Regions from separate parts of the Gossypium hirsutum genome. Here region 2 is linked to region 1. Evidence: chromatin contacts called from public Hi-C data. All regions are on one chromosome and are shown on one strand. Each heading gives the region's core, a stretch centred on a gene start, on an enhancer-like site or on the middle of the called end of the contact. The rest is flanking DNA. Distances are from core to core; before and after follow the strand shown. Region 1 holds the start of LOC107901371 (transmembrane 9 superfamily member 11). Region 2 holds the start of LOC107901367 (peptidyl-prolyl cis-trans isomerase CYP28, chloroplastic).

The links. Hi-C and Micro-C count contacts between places; a contact is called where the count stands out from the background.
Region 2: a Hi-C map of leaf shows a contact between it and region 1, with 1.7 times the contacts expected there. The contact joins the promoter of LOC107901367 here to the promoter of LOC107901371 in region 1. A contact is called at or near these places in 3 of 34 Hi-C or Micro-C datasets (leaf and seedling).

The regions. Positions count from the first base shown.
Region 1 is chrD06:7,264,916-7,269,548 of Gossypium_hirsutum_v2.1, reverse strand. LOC107901371 (transmembrane 9 superfamily member 11) reads left to right here and starts at 3,244. Exons shown (of 1, transcript XM_016827338.2): 1 at 3,244-4,633. The coding sequence starts at 3,642.
Region 2 is chrD06:7,479,189-7,483,737 of Gossypium_hirsutum_v2.1, reverse strand. It overlaps LOC107901367 (peptidyl-prolyl cis-trans isomerase CYP28, chloroplastic), which reads right to left and starts at 2,922. Exons shown (of 2, transcript XM_016827334.2): 1 at 2,176-2,922; 2 at 78-612. The coding sequence starts at 2,836. The coding sequence ends at 404.

The DNA of each region.
Region 1 (4,633 bases), core at 1,995-4,494:
TTCATTCATATAATTTTCGTTCTTTTAAATTGTTAATTTTATTATTGGAATTGGTAAGATGTGTGCATCATGGCCTGTATGATATACCTTTCATTCTTTATGCATCCAATCAGAATATAATTTTTTTATGTAGCTAAGCAAATGGTGTAGAAGACAGGCTTAACAGCTCACCTTTAACAATAAAAAATGCCATATGATTGAATCACATTACCTTCTTTTTGGTGCTAAATGATATTGCCATCTTGGTTTGACCAAAACAAGGCCATTAATGTTAAAAAATGATGGTTAAAATTTGAGTTTTCTTTGCTCATTAGGTGGTGGGTAGAGAGCTAGATTTAAGCTATATTAACCCTAGTTAACTTGTTGAGAGTCATTCCAACACTATTTCTGGCTATCCTTTTAGTTAATTAGACTGTGGCATACTATATTTAAAAAATAGGTAAAAATATATACAGAAATACACAAATTAAAGAAATATTTTTTAAATTTTTAAAAATGTTAGAAATTTCAAAACAATTGTAAAAATAATAGAAGCTATAAAACATATCAAAATTATGAAATTTTGTTAAAATTTATAAAAGAATGTATAAAAATCATTAAAAATTGTAAAAGATTGTACAAAAAAAGTTATTAAAAATTTGTTGTATCCTATAATAAAGTATATCCTCGTTAATTACACTTAGAATGTTAAAAATTTGGTATAAAAATTGTATATAGCTAAAAGTACAGTCAATTTTTATAAATCTTATTTAGTAATAATTGAATAAATTTTCATATTAAATTTTAAATTTTTTTAAACAAATCAATTTTTAGTACTTTGCTAATATCTCTAGTAGCATGTTCATTCGATTTGCTTTCCTATTTAATGTATAGTGTAAGCTTTATTCATCTATTTATCATGGTACATATGCTCTTTCTGTTTCATATTAAAGTTCTTTAGAATAATCGAACACTCGACAATAGTGGTAGACACACGAAAAACATGATTTTTGAATATTTATGGGCATTTAATTTATAATTGTAGTTATAAATATTAAGTGTTTTACAGCAACATATTGGCATGTTAATATTTAGATTTTTACTTTACATTTTAAATTTTAATTTGTCAATTAAGATATGAGTCTAGAGACAATAAAAATAGAATAATTAAAAATATTATCTAATTCATATGACAATATTTTTTATTGTTTATATAATTAAAAATTTTATTTAAATTTATTACTTAAAAAATTTACTTTTTATATCTTAGAAATACTTTTTGACTATAATATTGGACACTTAAATTTGAAGCAAATATATGAAAATAATTTTTTATAATATTTTTCAAAAGCAATAAAAACCAACCCCTAATTTATTTGTTTTTTTTTAAATATAAACAATAAATCTAAACAAAGTTTTAAAAAAATCAAAATGTCATGCATATAACATAAACTTAATGTTAAATGTTTAATTGCATTAAATTAATATTCACGTGTTATATTATAGGTTAAAATGCATATAATTGTATCAAATTAAGATTTACACATTATATTGTAGGTTAAAATATGTTATAAGTTCCTATACTCTTTATGAATTTGAATTTTAAGTTTTGTACGTTTATTTCTAGAAATTGAGTCTCTTTACTATTCAGATTTCAAAATATAGGCCAATTTGTTAATATTGTTAAAATTATTTTGTTGAATTCATATTCATTACAATGCCATTTTTTTAGTTATATCATTCCGACAAGTATTTCATTTATTTCAAGATTTCACTTTAAAAAATTAACAAGCTAAACCCGGATATTTAAATTTGAAAAGTAGAGGGATTAAATTCCTCAAAATAAAAGTATAAGGATTAAATTCTAAATTTATGAAAAGTATAAGGATTTATGACATATTTTAACCTATATTGTAACTAAAATTTATTCTTTAAAGGTAGTTATATTGTTTTTATATTGCTTTCGAACTAGTAATTAATAAATGTATTCGATGTTACTAACAAGTGGCCGATGTAATGGTAAGAAACATTGTACTTTTAATGGGAAGATTTAAGTTTAAATTTTAAAGACGAAATTGTTGGGAAGGACAGCCATGAGGCTTGAAAAACTAGACCTGAAGTATAAAAAAGTATATTTAATGCTTTATACGAAGAGTAGTTATCATAATTAATCAAGTAAATTAATATTTTACTATATTATTTATAATGATTTCATAGTAGGATCTTCTTTTAGAAAGAACAAAGAATATAAGTTAGTAAAGGGTTTAATTACCAATTTCATCCATTTATTTTAATTTGTCAAAATTCAATCCTTATATTTTATAATATATGGAGTGAATAAGTAAAAAAAAATCAACTATTCAAATTTATGTTTACTAACAACTGGATTAACTTATTAATTTTCATAATATATGAGGATTAAATTTTAATAAATTAAACTAAAAGGACCAACTTTTCAATATTCTTAAGAATTATTTTTAAAAATATGCATAATAATCTAATAATCTACTAAATTTAAAGCGAACTACTATCTACTATACACAGGAAATAAAAATAATAGTTTTGATAAAGTGTTAGAAAAATATATATAATAATTTTAAGAACTTAATTTTTTGAATACTTCTGATAACCCGTAATGAAATTTATTATATAGAACTTTTTTCCTACAGAAAGTGTGAAACATGATAAGTAGATAACACCTATTTATCACTTAATAAAGAATATTTTTTTTATTTTACTTTATTTCATTTAAGATTTTGTTATCATTTATCAAATAATCTAATTATAAATCGTATTTCATTGGCAAAAAGCTTGAAAAAGAAATTGAACGATCTTTTATAGATAAAAACTAGAACAAAAAAATTGGTGAAAGTAGCTATAAAGTCACTCTATTATAGGGACTAGATTAAATTAGTCCCTTTACTATTAAAAAAATGAAAAGATCAAATAAAAAAATTAACATTTATTATTTAAAAGATAACATGAAAATTTATTTTTTCATTTACAATTGAACTCTAAATAAAATATTTAATCTATGAATCATAAAAAGCTTTTAAAATATAAATCCTTTAAATAAGAAATGATATTTTTTAAACATTAAATAGTAACTCGGTTGAAATGGCTTTATTTGATCGATATAATAGTGGAGGGACTAATATGATTTAGTCCTTATAATAGAAGGACCTGTCTAGTATATTCACCAAAAAAGCTAATAGAGTCAAAAACGTGTAATTCAAGAAAGCTTCAAGAGGAAAAAAGAGAGAAAAAGAAAACTCAAAACATGGTGTCGGTAGTAGAGTTTTTTTCAGAGCAAAAAAAGGAAAAAAAAAAAAGAAAAAAAGAAACCCAATCATATAAGACCCGCCATCGTGCCTTCCATTGCTACTCTCGTCCTCTCAAAAGTGCATTTTCCTTGGAAACCAAGAAGGAACATTTTGAAGATCTCTCTATGTTCAGACTTTAAGTCTCTTCATAGAGGCTCTTCATTTTGCTCTCTCAGCAGGAGCAGGTAATTCTATTTCTCCTTCCATTGTTACATGCACTGCTAGATTTTGTGCTGTTCCCATTGTTTGCTCAAAACCCACATCGGAATTTACCTGTATCTTTGCTAAAAAACACATTTCTCGTTCTGGGTTTTCCCAGATCTGACAAAATTTGGAGTGATGGGTAATTTTGGGATCTGGGTATTAACAATTTGCTTGATATTTCAATCTGGGTACGGGTTTTATTTGCCTGGTAGCTACCCTCTGAAACATGTGGTAGGGAATTATTTGTCTGTCAAAGTGAATTCCTTGACTTCCATTGATACTGAAATGCCCTTTAGCTATTACAGTTTGCCCTTTTGTAAGCCTGTAGAGGGTGTTAAGGATAGTGCTGAGAATCTTGGTGAGCTTCTCATGGGAGATCGGATTGAGAACTCACCATATAGGTTTAAGATGCACACTAATGAAACGGAGATCTTCTTGTGTCAAACCAATAAGCTCTCGTCTGATGATTTTAAGTTGTTGACGAAGAGGATTGACGAGATGTATCAAGTTAACTTGATTCTCGATAATCTGCCTGCTATAAGGTATACTAGGAAAGAGGGTTTTATGTTGAGGTGGACTGGGTATCCGATTGGTGTTAAGATTAAGGATGGGTATTATGTGTTTAATCATTTGAAATTTAAGGTACTTGTTCATAAGTATGAAGAGACAAATGTAGCCCGTGTTATGGGGACTGGGGATGCTGTTGAGGGTGTCCCTAGTGTCGGCAATAAGGGATCGGATGTTCCTGGTTATATGGTTGTCGGGTTTGAGGTGGTTCCTTGCAGTGTCGTGCATAATGGTGACTTGGTTAAGAACTTGAAAATGTATGAAAAATACCCATCTCCGATTAAATGTGAACCGACTACTGTGTCAATGCCCATCAAGGAAGGTGAGCCAATTGTCTTCACCTATGAAGTTACTTTCGAGGAGAGCGATATCAAGTGGCCATCTCGTTGGGATGCTTATTTGAAGATGGAGGGAGCTAAAGTCCATTGGTTCTCAATCTTGAATTCTCTTATGGTGATCACTTTCCTCGCCGGTATAGTCCTTGTGATCTTCTTAAGGACTGTCAGGCGGGATCTGACTCGGTATGAGGAGCTTGATAAGGAGGCGCAAGCAATGGTGAA
Region 2 (4,549 bases), core at 1,673-4,172, 210 kb before region 1:
TGAGTTCTACACAAATCACAGCAGATTTATAAACTGCTATCAATTCGATCATATTTATAAACAGGTAGACAAACAAATTAAAAACTTTGAATTGCTAGACTTTGGTATTTAACTAAGTTGATTCATACAAATACAATTATATAGTGTAAGTCGAATTTAACATCAGCAGCCCTATTCCCATAGTCCAGACTGAAGCTTTCTCTGTATAGGAGAAGAAAAATCTTGAATTGCTGGAATGGGGTTCCTCTTAATTGTTTAATGCATAGATGTTATATGTTTGTGTTCTTCTCTTTCTAAAAATGCAAGATTACAGACAAGGAGTTTGTACATGCAAATGAGGGGAGGCTAAAGAATGAATATATATATATATATATAAAAATAAATAAATTGATATATAGATGTTTTAAGGCAGAGTAGGTGACATTGAAGGCTTGGTAACTTGGAGCTCGCCACAGTCACTGATATAAACAGTTTTAAGAGGCCTGTTCCATAACGTGCGCCCTTTTTGTGCTCTTTCATCTCCGAAGAATTCAGCCAAGTCATTTAGTTGCCGAATTCTTTCTGATGGTTTGTACGTTGGGATGGAAGCGATCGCAGTCACAACAGCCAACCCTGAAATGAAATAACAACAATCAAAGGTGGCATTATTTCTTCGAAACCTAGACAATTCAAAAGAGTATACTTCCAAGAATTCTTCGATTTTGAAGGAGGACATATACTTCAAGTTCAGAATGAACTATAAATACATATGAGGTTTCACAGTAATATCAGAGTTTCAGAAGTACAAGCATGTTAGGAATAGTATGCATTTTGCTAGAAAGGCAAATGGAAACAGACACGCGAATATGCATCATCGAAACAGTATAAGAAATCTAAACTTGTTTATATCTGATAATAGAGAGAAATCTTGTATTTCTACTTACAGTGTTAGGATGTTTTAAGATTACAAGTAGGTTTTCTATAAGCGATCTTGACTGCCATGAAACATAGAGAGATGCCCTACTAAAATTATGGGCATTTGAGCTTAATGAATCAAAATTAGGCACCAAAAGCCACGGCAAAGCACTGAAAGCAATGCACTATAGCCTATATTACTTAGGCTTAGATGTGAATGTTGGATATAAGCATGCATTCAATACAAAGATGCTCAATTTTTTAAAGTTTTATTTTCTCTGTATATTTAAAGAATCATACACCTGTACCCCTGTCTGACTATATATGTCAAACACGAGTGTTGGATATAGATACTATAAAGAAAATAAAGAGTTGGAGTAACATAACCCCTTGAGCATTGATGGAGATGCCATCCAAATGCATTTCTATTTTATTATGCTGTTCACCTAAAGCTTATAACTGTGTGGGAACTATACACTCCAAAAATAAGAATTAAACTTGGTACAGTTCCAAATAAGTGTTTTCCAAGATATACATTCCTAAATTCTAAATCCTAATTCCGGCAAAACCATGTCCCCAGTTTTGACAAGAGTTTGAAGCTTTGATCAGAGTTGTTGCATCAAGATAAATGCAGAAGCACATGTTAACCAGAATAGAAGCAAACCATTAGAAATCAATATGCATCAAAGCAGCAAGGCTTGTATAAGGATCCAGACTTATGTTCAATAACTGATTGAGATCTTGTAGTTCTCCACTGAAAGTTCACGAACATGCATCTTAAGATTACTCAATCCATTTTACTATGTCATCTAGCTTAAGATCCTATATTACTCAGACTGGGGTATGTTCAACTTTTTCTAAGGTTTTTTCATGTATTTGGAGGAGGGACATACTTTTGTCCGAATATGCATCGGATATGAGTGTCGAATACTAGTACTTTAATACTATAAACTACTGCAATGAGATCGCAATGAGGAGGTCATATTTTCATAAAGACAAGGGCATTCAAAGACGATGACATGCAAACCTTAACACAGAGACCACAATTTAGACTACAGTCATGATATATAGAAACCAGTCCTCTGCTAAATAAAAACTATGACATTTAATCTCAACAAATCCAAATTTCAGATATATTTCTTCAGTTATTCCTTAATTTATTCCAAGATTATATATAATCGTGATCTGTTATGGAATTCGACAAGACTAGACACCCAAAAACCACATAAAATGGAACTAATTTCAACAATTTCAGACATAAAATAGAGACCAAAACCTTACCTTCAAGCACGGTCCCAAAAACAATGTTGTTGTTATCGAGTTGAGGACAGGGGCCAGGCCCTGTAGTAATCAAGAACTCAACATTCCTATACTCAGAATCAAGCTTAACTTCATCGTCGTCGTCGTTCTCTGACAAACAAAGGGAAACGACACCGGGCCTTGAATGTTTAAGCAAGAAGGCCTTAGAGTCGACAGTCTCAGTGTTCCGAGGCAAGTCCAAGGCAGGGGGCAAACGGACTTCGCCGTATTCTCTACTGCGGCCTTGGCGTCCAGCTTGGAAGAACTGCCCAGGGAATATTTTGTGGACGAGGGTGTTTTTGTAGGAGGAAGAGGTGCACATGCGCTTGAAAGTGGAGACAGTTAGAGGAAGGAGGTTGCCGTAGAGGCCGAGGACTAGGCGGCCTAACGGAGAAGGGTCGGAGCATAGAGGGATGCTGTCGGCGGCAGTAGCGTTGCGGAAGTAGGTCGGGCAGAGGGAGAAGTCAAGGTAGACCCGGTCGGTTATGTTGGTGTCTAGTTGAGGTGGTAATGAGAGAGGGGTGGTGGGGAGGGTAGTGGTGAGGGTGGAGGAGAGGAGAAGAGAGCGGCGAGTGAGGGTGGTAGCGGTGAACGAAGAAGAGAGAAAGGGTAGAGGATGGATTGGTGATAGAGGGGAGGCCATGAGAGTAGTGAAAGGAGCAGAAGGAGATTGGAGTGGTTGGAACTTGGAAGCTAGGGGGAGAGCGGGGCCTACACAACTATTCTTTTTAGTTTATTTTTTTTCTTTTTCAATTTTAATATAATGTTATAAAAAATTACAAATAATATGGAAAGTGAATCTATCTATACAAGGTAAACTATCAAAATAGTTATTTTTATTTATCTCAAGTTATATTTTAGTCACTTATGTTTGAAATGTTACGTTTTGGTCACTTACGTTATCGCGTTGTAACGTTTTAGTTACTGAGTCATTAATTGCCGTTAACGGTATATCTATAAACTGACGTGGCATATCAAATCATCAATTCAAACAAAAATTTTAGGTTAATTTATACAATTGGTTTCCATATTTTTTCGTTTTGAGCAATTTAATTTTTTTCTTTTATGTTCTATTCACTTTCTCTCTTTTTTTTTTCCTTTATTTTCTATTCTCTTTTGCGTCTCCCTCTATTTTCCTCCCTTCTCCATTTCTTTTAATGTAGTTTTTCTATGTTTTCCATTTGTTAAAGCTAGTCCCTATACTTTTATTTTTTTGAACAATTTAATTTTTTTCGAGTGAGGTGAGCTTGTGGACTAGTTTTAACAAATGAAAAACATAGAAAATTTACGTTAAAAGAAATAAAGAAGAGAGGAAAACAGAGGGAGAAGCAGAATAGAATGAAAAAAAAAAAGAAAAAGAAAAGAAAGTTAAAAGAACATAAAAGAAAAATATTAGATTGCTCAAAATGAAAAAATATAGGGACTAATTGTATAATTTAACCTAAAATTTTCATTTGAAATGATGATTTAACGTGTCATGTCAGCTTTCCGTTACACCATTAATGACAATTAAAGACTCAGTGACAAAATGTTACAACACGATAACATAAGTGACTAAAACGTAATATTTCAAACAAAAGTAACTATTTTGGTAGTTTACATATCTATATAATATATTCACTATATAAATAATAGGTATATTAAATTTAAATAATATTTAGCTGTGATACGAGCCATTAAGGATCTACTTCAACGTTTTTGAATGGTTCAGATTACACATATCTTCAAAGAAGGCAACAAACTAGCTGATAGTTTGGCAGCATTGGCGTTCTCAAGACCTTTGAAAAGATTTATATTCATGCAACCATCAGATAAAACGCTTCAACTATTACACCATGATTATTCTGAAATGGGTTGGCCTCGAGTGATGATATTTTTTTTTCATTTATCTATCTATTTCTTGCTTTTAACCAAATAATTAAGTATTTTCACTTTCTATATAAATTCCAGTATTATGTATTCAATTAAATAAATTTTCTTTTAAATATTATTTTATGAATTTTATTTTAATTGTGAGCTTAGTTTTTATTTATATCCAATATTAATTTTAATTTTTTAACCTTTTAGATTAAACAAGGTTAAAATTGTCTTTTACAATTAATTTTTTAAATCTTATTAGTGTGTATATATATTATATTTTCAGCTCTCATGAGTCTTTTACAGTAGTAAATAGGGTTTATTTATTTTTAATTAAGTTAATAATCTTTGAGATTCATTTTTAAATTCTTTTAAAAATAAAAGAACATAGTTTTGACAAAAAAAAATTAGGGTGAAATTGCATCAGTTTAAAACTTTGATATTTTATATTGATTATTGTGAATATTAGGCAGTATTATGTTAATTAAATATAATATAA